Regions from separate parts of the Anser cygnoides genome. Here region 2 is linked to region 1. The links are chromatin contacts, called in public Hi-C maps. All regions are on one chromosome and are shown on one strand. The core of a region is the stretch at or near the end of the contact, and the rest is flanking DNA. Distances in the headings are between cores, read along the strand shown. Region 1 holds the start of TIMP3 (TIMP metallopeptidase inhibitor 3). Region 2 holds the start of RTCB (RNA 2',3'-cyclic phosphate and 5'-OH ligase).

Region 1 (3,825 bases), core at 652-3,151:
GTGCTGCTGGTGTTGTGATTATAATCTAATTGTGTGAGGGCCAAAGTCTCCCTTATTTACACAGTGTCAGGTTATGGAATAACTGAGCTTCTCTCAGATACCGATCTGAGATGTTGATAGATCAGGTGTATCATGATGTTGGTGATATCAAACCTTTTTAGAACAACAAAGAAAAAATGAAAGTACCGGACACACCTCATTTTTCTCCCGTGTTACTCCACTGAGGTCAGTGGGGTTGTTCCTTGTTTACACCCAGTAAAATGGAAATGACAGTCCAATCTGACAGATTCAGCTTCAGCTGCAGTACCTCCAGCTGACAGCCCAAATACCTAAGGAGTTTTTCGCAGGGGTGTTCTCGTACTGCGATTTGAAGCCAAATGATTCTGACAGTGACATACCTAAATCTAAAGCCTTGTTTAATGCCCTAGCTCATACGTACTTCTATGACCCATTATCACCTCCACACCATCTGATTTTTTTTTTTCACTGCATTCACTAACAGACATTCCTGTGAAGCTCCATCACCATTATCCCCATTACATGGATTGGGATTTGAAGCACAGCGAGACGAAGCTGTCACACAGGTTGGCTGTGTCACAGCGAGGAGAGGAACCTGCATTTTCCTCTGTTTGCTTTGCAACCTTGATCACTGCTAGCAACACCCATCTCGATGCTTTTGTATACCCATGCTCCAAATAAAAGCCTGTGTTTCCATAAGACTGGAGGTTTTAATTTTATAGGGATGGCGTGATTCAAGAAAAGGTGTAGTCAGGCTGTGCTTCACCCAGATGGAGAAGAATTGTAAATCTAAAGACTTAGCTGACTATTTAGAAATTTAGGACAGCTGGTCCCTGGCCTTTAATACCAGCATAATTTATAACTAGACATGCTTAAGTCTTGTAAACCCCATGGAAAGTACTCTGACATTATATATACTGGTTTGATACTGTGATTAATCGCCCCTCGGTCCCCTCTGCAGGATAATGAGGATGTCTGTATCCTGCAGCTGGCAATCTCCTTCGTCGCAGCCCCGGCTCTACTATAACATTTACATTTCTACAGCTGATAGAAATTTACTGTTCCAAAAGGGGATAAGGGAAAACAAAACAAACAGGACTTTTCTATAAATTCTGCTAAAGCTGCTCTGCTAAAACACACTTCGAGATTAAATGTCGGGAGTGCCCGGGCAGATGTGACCAGCGACTGAAAAGTCGCTGACTGAAAATCCTGAGGAGGGGAAGAGAAGGGGAATGGGTGGTGGCAGGGTGGCAGGAGAAGGAGCATTTGAGGGGGATGAAAATACACAGGATGAAATCCTGGCTAAGGTCTCGTCCTTCTTCTCCATCCGCTGCGTGCTGAGAGGGGAAAAGCAGCAACGCGCAGTGCTCCCCTTGCGTTTTCTGGTTGCTCCATGAGAGCACTTTACAGCACTACTCCCTTTCACCTCCTCCAGCTTTAAAAAACACTTTACAGCCAGCCGAGACCGCCCGGAGGGGAACAGCCCGAGCTTGGAAAGCGAACCCCGGAGGGCTTCGGGGACGTTTCTGCCCGTCCTCCGGGCTGCCACCCTGAGGGGAGGCAGACCCCAGCGGGGCTCGGGGGGACCAAAGCCGGGCAGGGGGGACCAGAGCCGTGCAGGCACTGAGGGGGTCTCTCAGTAAACCCGGGGAGGGGGCACGGCCAAGTTTCTGCGGGACGGGGACGGCTTGGCGAGCTTCCCCTCAGGGCGGCCGGCGGCGCAGGTAACCGCCCGCCCAAACGGCCGCACTATTCCCTATAAGGCGCTGAAGCGGCGGCCGCGGCCCCTCCCCGTCCCGCCGGCCGCTCCCGCCGATGAGGTAATGCGGGGCTCCCATTGGCCGGCGGCGGCGGCGGCGGCACTGCCCGCGGCCCGAGCGGGCGCGATCGGGGCTATAACTCGGCGCCGTGCCGCGCCGCGCCGCGCAGCGACGTCGTGCACCGTGCAGCAGCGGCGGCAGCAGCGGCAGCGCGCACCGTGCGGCAGCGTGCACCAGTGCATCGCCTTGCACCAGTGCATCGCCTTGCACCAGTGCATCGCCTTGCACCGCGCTCTCGGGCTTGCACCGTCCCGTCCAGCGAAGAGGGGCAGCGTTGTGCAAAGGGAGGCTCCTAGGAAAGGAGGCTCCTAGGAAAGGAGGCTCCTGCCCTCTCGCTCCGCACAAGCGAAGGGGTGAGCCCCGGGGGGCATCATGACGGCGTGGCTCGGCTTCCTCGCCCTGGCTCTCTGCAGCTGGAGCCTGCGGGACGCCGTGGTGGAGGCTTGCACTTGCGTCCCCATCCACCCGCAGGACGCTTTCTGCAACTCCGACATCGGTGAGTGCCGCCGACGGAGCCTCCTCGGTTTGTGGGGGGAGAGGCGAGACCCCGGGGCTCCGTCCCCGGCCCGAAACGGGGCGGTGGGCGGCGGGGGGAGGCGTTGGGGCGAGCCCTGGGGGCTGCATGCGAGAGGAATCGGTGGTGTCCCCAGGGCACCTGGCGAGCGGGGCGCATGGGCGAGGGTTTCTGGCACCTCCGCAGGTGGTTTGAGTGGTGTGAAGGGTGCCGGGGGGCTTCACAATACTGGTACCCACACCTGGCTGATGCCAGAGTCTGCAAAGAAACCCCCCCGGTAGGTGCTGTGGGAGTCTGACAGGACATCGGTTCTCACTTTGGCGGGGCACCCGTTACCACGAGCCCTGCCAGTGGCTTTAAAGTTGGCCAAACTTGCTGGCAAAATCATTCTGTCTCCTGCCTTTAACTCCTCTGTACCAACACCGTGGCTGTGCGCGGTTATCCGTGTCTGGTCTCTGTGGAGCGTCTGCTCCTGAGTGCCAGAAAAAGCCACTGCAGGTTCAGCTTCCCTGCCTGATGAGAGCCTGGAAAATATTTATAAAACAGTTTTAGACTGGGGAATCCTTCCAGGAAACTGCGCTGTTCAAAGCTCTGCTTGTTACTGCCTCTTCTTTAGCCTGGATCAACAAGCGTGCCACCGACGTGCCGCAGCCAGGAGCTTGTCCTTGCTGTGAAAGTAAGGCTGGGAGACCATTTTTGCACAGCTAAAGCTGCACACACAGCGTGTGGCCTTCGTTTGCTGCGTTTTGGGAGCGGGTCTGCTTTCCTGCTCCGCTCAGGTCATGCTGGAGCAGATCGGGGCTGTTTTCAGTTCAGTTTTAAGAAAGCTGATGTTAAATAAGTTGTTGTTGTGAACAGACCCTGATGCCAGTGAATTTCTGCCAGATGGGTAAATGGCTAGGAGCAGGGCAAACTGCTAAGTTTCACATGGCAGCGCTCCTAAACTTTGGGGCGTGAAGTTTTCCTGTTTATTGCTTGGGCTTCTGATGGAGTTCAAAGTCATGTCCGTCACCTTCCTGCTCTCTGCCCTGCAGTCTTCGTTGTATCTCGTGCCTTGGCTTTGCTCGGGGTTGTGGCAGCTCTCAGGCTGATGCCAGGGGGGGGTCGTGATGCCTGCAGGCATCCTGGTAGTGCAGAGAAGCACGCGGGGAAAGAGCAGCTTGAGCTGGAAGATGACTTACGTGCACGTTTGGTTAAGACCTCAGTTCTCGGTGATAGGCTGAAGCAAAAGAAAATCCTTTGCTCGAACGTGCTAAATTTGCTAGAACTGTCTGGAAAATGTGATGCTCCTGCAGGCTGATTTTTAGCAAACGCTGTCACGTTTTTTTTTTTTTTTTTTTTTTTTTATGGCAAAAAACATGCTAAGGCTTTCTGGCTGTGGCGGAGTTCACCGTCTCCATGGGAACTGAGGGCAGGGTGCTGGTGTGGCCGTGGGACAGATGAAACTGCATGCTGCGTTATAAAACACGTTGT
Region 2 (3,825 bases), core at 470-2,969, 150 kb before region 1:
CCACACCACAATTCTGGTACTTGTTAATTATTAATATAAGCGATACTGAACATGAAAAAGATAATTTTCACACTGTAGTTTAAGCTTACTGAAGAGTGGTACAGCTTAGTACGCTCCTCCGACATCCTTCTGCTTCATTTCTAAAATGTGTGGGGCCAGGTAAAAGAGTGTTGAATGCAGGGGAAGGCTCACTGCCAACGCTAGGGCAGCGATGATAACACAGACAACACTGTCACCTTCTGCTGTCTCCTCGCTTCCCCAGGCACTGCAGGTCAGCAGGGACGACTCAGAAACAACAAACTGACCGTACCAGCAGTGGAGAAAAGGCGGCTAAAGCAAATTGAAATAGCCAAAAATAGCAAAGCCAAACAGGCTTCGTGTAAAAAGGCAATCGGTGAATCTTAGAAGGGCTCGAGTTGGAAGGGACCTTGAAGACCACCTAGTTCCAGTGCCTCATCCAACCTGGTCTTGCACACCTCCAGGGATGGCGCATTCACCACCTCTCTAGGTAACCTGTTCCAGTGCCTCACCACCCCGTGAGTGTAGAATTTCCCCCTAACCTCCAATCTAAATCTCGGCTCTTTTAGTTTAAAACTATTCTCTCTTGTCCTGTCGTTATCTGAGCAAAGCGCTGCTCTCCTTTTTTTTTATAAGCCCCCTTTAAGTACTGAAAAGCTGCAATGAGGTCACCCCAGAGCCTTCTCTTCTGTAGGCTGAACATCCCCAGCTATCTCAGCCTTTTTCGTAGGAGAGGTGCTCCAGCCCCTTGATCATCTTTGCGGCCCTCCTCTGGATCTGTTCTAACAGCCCCACATCCTTCTTGTGCTGGGGGCCCCAGACCTGGATGCAGTACACCAAGTGGGGCCTCACAAGGGCAGAGCAGAGGGGGACAATCCCCTCCCTCACCCTGCTGGCCACTCCGCTTTTGATGTGGCCCAGGATCCACTTGGCCTTCTGGGCTGCAAGCGCACAGAAGTAAGTGAAGAGAATACCTTCATTTCTGACAAGCTAATTTTACAGCCTGTCCTTGCAATCACTCCTTACTCAGAGACAGGTTCCTAACACGCCAACCATCCTAAAACCAGCTTTGGTCCACAGCTCTTCCCACAATGGAGCAGCAAAGAGCATTTTCCGAAGCAGTTACTCACGTGAACGATGCCAGGTAACGCTGCCACGTTCCCAATCTGCTTCATAGCAGGCAAAAACCCACCCGCACCTAAAAAAAAAAAAAAAAAAAGAAAAGAGTGAAAAAAGTGTAAAAAAATCTGATAAATTACTACAACGAGGCACCTTGTACGTGGCCTGCTCATACCCCGGGGCTCCCCCACAGCCGGCCCAGGGCTGGCTCTGAGGGGGCAGCGGGCCCACACCACACCACGGCACTCACCCCCACCACGGCAGGCGTTGCGCAGCTCCTCGAACATCAGCTTCTCCAGCGGGTCGTTCACGTAGAAAACACCCTCCACCTGCGGGGATGGGGGGGGTGGAGAGCCGTCAGCGCGACCGGGCCCCGCCGGGCCTTCCCCCCCCCCCAACCCCGAGCCCTCCCCACGCACGTGCATGTTGGGCACGAAGCCCTTCTTGATCCGCCAGCAGTTCTTGTCCAGCTTGTCCAGGAACTGCAGCTCGTCGTTGTAGCTGCGGCTCATGGCGGCGCCCTCCCGATCCCGATCCCGCTCCCCGCCGCCACCTCAGCCCCGCCGGTAAGAGCGGACGGCGGCCGCCCAGGGACAAATCCTCCTCCGCCCGGCTCCCCCTGGCGGTGTAGGGCCGGGCTGCCGCCGTCCCCAAACGTCTGTGTGGGGGATGGAGGGAGGTAACGCGGAGCAGGCCCGCTGGGCTGGCGGCACGGAAGGGGAAAGGCCTCGCACCGAAGTGCGGGGAGAATAAAGTACCTCTGCACCCCGGGGAACGCTGACGAAGACGGTGCAGAATTAGGCTTTTAAGAGAAACGCGCACCGAAACGTTCAAGGATTGTAGCTGAGGTGGCTAAGCAATGTCATGTGGGGGATTTTGGAGCCACCAGGGGAGAGGGGCTATCAAAAAGCCCTAAAGACATGAAAACAGTCAGCCCTTGGTCTCTTGAACCCATATAATAGAATCGCTTTTGCAGCTTTGTTAACATTTATGGTAGTAGTTTAGTTCCCACTGTAGGCAGGACAGTTCCCCATCTGGTGTAGCTCTGGAGAGTGCTCACAACGTATTTAATGCATCACCTTGAAAAGGAAGTTACTTGAGATTATTATAGTCAAAACAGTAGTAGACATGCCTGCCTTAGCTACATTTTGACAATGTACTTTTTCTTCACTTGAGAGACTATAGCATCTTCCAGGAAGTGTGTAGACAAGACTTTATTTCAAGAGAGGCATTAATCTTTTTAAAAACAGTTTTACATCAGATAAACTCCAGAATAAATAATGCCAGGCATGCATCTTGCTTGCCCCTGAGTCTGCTTGTTATCACCCTTGTGAAGCCTAACCATTTCTCCAGATTTCTGAGCACTCCCTCCCACCCCACCAAACCAGGCCACTGCTCTCATCAGGACTCAGGTGAGATGTTTCAGGAGAAGTATACAGTTGTTCAGCCTTCAGAGTCACTTTATTGATTTAAATTCATGCCTAACAAATGGTCACTCTTCTCCTTTAATAGTTGTAGTGAACATCAGTAGAAATCAACACATAGCCCTGCAGGAAGAAGAACAGTCACTGAATGCTATGAATTACAGAATATTTTAGTTATTTATTAAATTCAACTCTATCCTAATGTTAAAAAAAACCAAACAAAAAATACTGAAAACAGTTGAGACTTTTTACTTCCAAGTTCTACTAAACGGTCCTTCAAACTTTCATCGCCTAGTGTGCTATCCCTTTGTGTCATGCTAGCAATGGAAGAGACATCTAAAGATCATCCAGCCTACCCAGGAAAGTTCATTTGAGCCTTGAGGCAGCTAGACAATCATCACAAAGTGGGATTATCTTTTTTTTAAACCTAATTTGAGCCATTTTAGAATTAGTCATGTAATCTAAATTTGCCCTTTGGGCTTCCCCCATTGTCAGTGCATACAGGGCAACAAACCTTCAGAGAGCAGTCCACCACAGTCTAATATACTTATCTCTGAAAAGCATGAAGAACTGTCTTCCTTCCTCTCAACTACAGCCAACAGACTAGAACTGGAAGTGGAGACTATAGAGTTACCTTTTACTTGGGAAACCCATTCACACTGAACAGTTCTCCTGTGTCCTCTCAATTCTCGTTACTGACAAGAAGAGTGACTAGAGAAAGTGAGGTGTGGAATGGGTCCCACAAAACCACTAAAATCCTTCATAATTAGTCTATAAGGTTGTTGGCAACTAGTGTTACCTAAAGCAGTCTCCAAACAATAATTTGTAGGGATTGCATACCAGGCTGCTGCAAGGTACATATTTTTCACTCTTTCTTTGCAACACAATCTTGGCATTTCCTTTTCTGAGTTGTGCTTTGTGCTTAGCAGGTATTGTGTGATTTGGAGAATAACCAGAAGGCAAAGAATATTTCCTGAGAGCTTGCTAACTACTTTTGGTTAATAGTCTCAGCCAATATCAGCAGTTGTTAAAATCCAGTCATACTGTGCACAAAATCAAATTCGGCTCCCTCCCATATTTCAACTATTCCTATTAGATTCAGTAGTAGTGCATGGAAAGTGATAGCTCTAATTTGGTTTGTCAAACTTGAATGAAATGTTATCAAACTTCAATGAAATGTTAAGAGGTAAACCTGTTTTCACACTGAATTGCACCTTCCAAGGCTGAGGAAGCTGTGTGTTTGATCACTCAGTGGTTACGTACG

The links. A called contact is a pair of places that touch in the nucleus more often than the background predicts.
Region 2: a Hi-C map of liver shows a contact between it and region 1, with 1.9 times the contacts expected there. The contact joins the promoter of RTCB here to the promoter of TIMP3 in region 1. A contact is called at or near these places in 3 of 7 Hi-C or Micro-C datasets (granulosa cells and liver).

Annotation. Positions count from the first base shown.
Region 1 is chr1:57,914,024-57,917,848 of Taihu_goose_T2T_genome, reverse strand. TIMP3 (TIMP metallopeptidase inhibitor 3) reads left to right here and starts at 1,901. Exons shown (of 5, transcript XM_013180857.3): 1 at 1,901-2,334. The coding sequence starts at 2,211. All of the region lies in intron 8 of SYN3 (synapsin III), which reads right to left.
Region 2 is chr1:58,064,865-58,068,689 of Taihu_goose_T2T_genome, reverse strand. RTCB (RNA 2',3'-cyclic phosphate and 5'-OH ligase) reads right to left here and starts at 1,719. Exons shown (of 12, transcript XM_048071268.2): 1 at 1,557-1,719; 2 at 1,388-1,466; 3 at 1,149-1,216. The coding sequence starts at 1,649. It overlaps LOC106035898 (BPI fold-containing family C protein), which reads right to left. Exons shown (of 16, transcript XM_013181014.3): 16 at 2,266-2,684. The coding sequence ends at 2,643.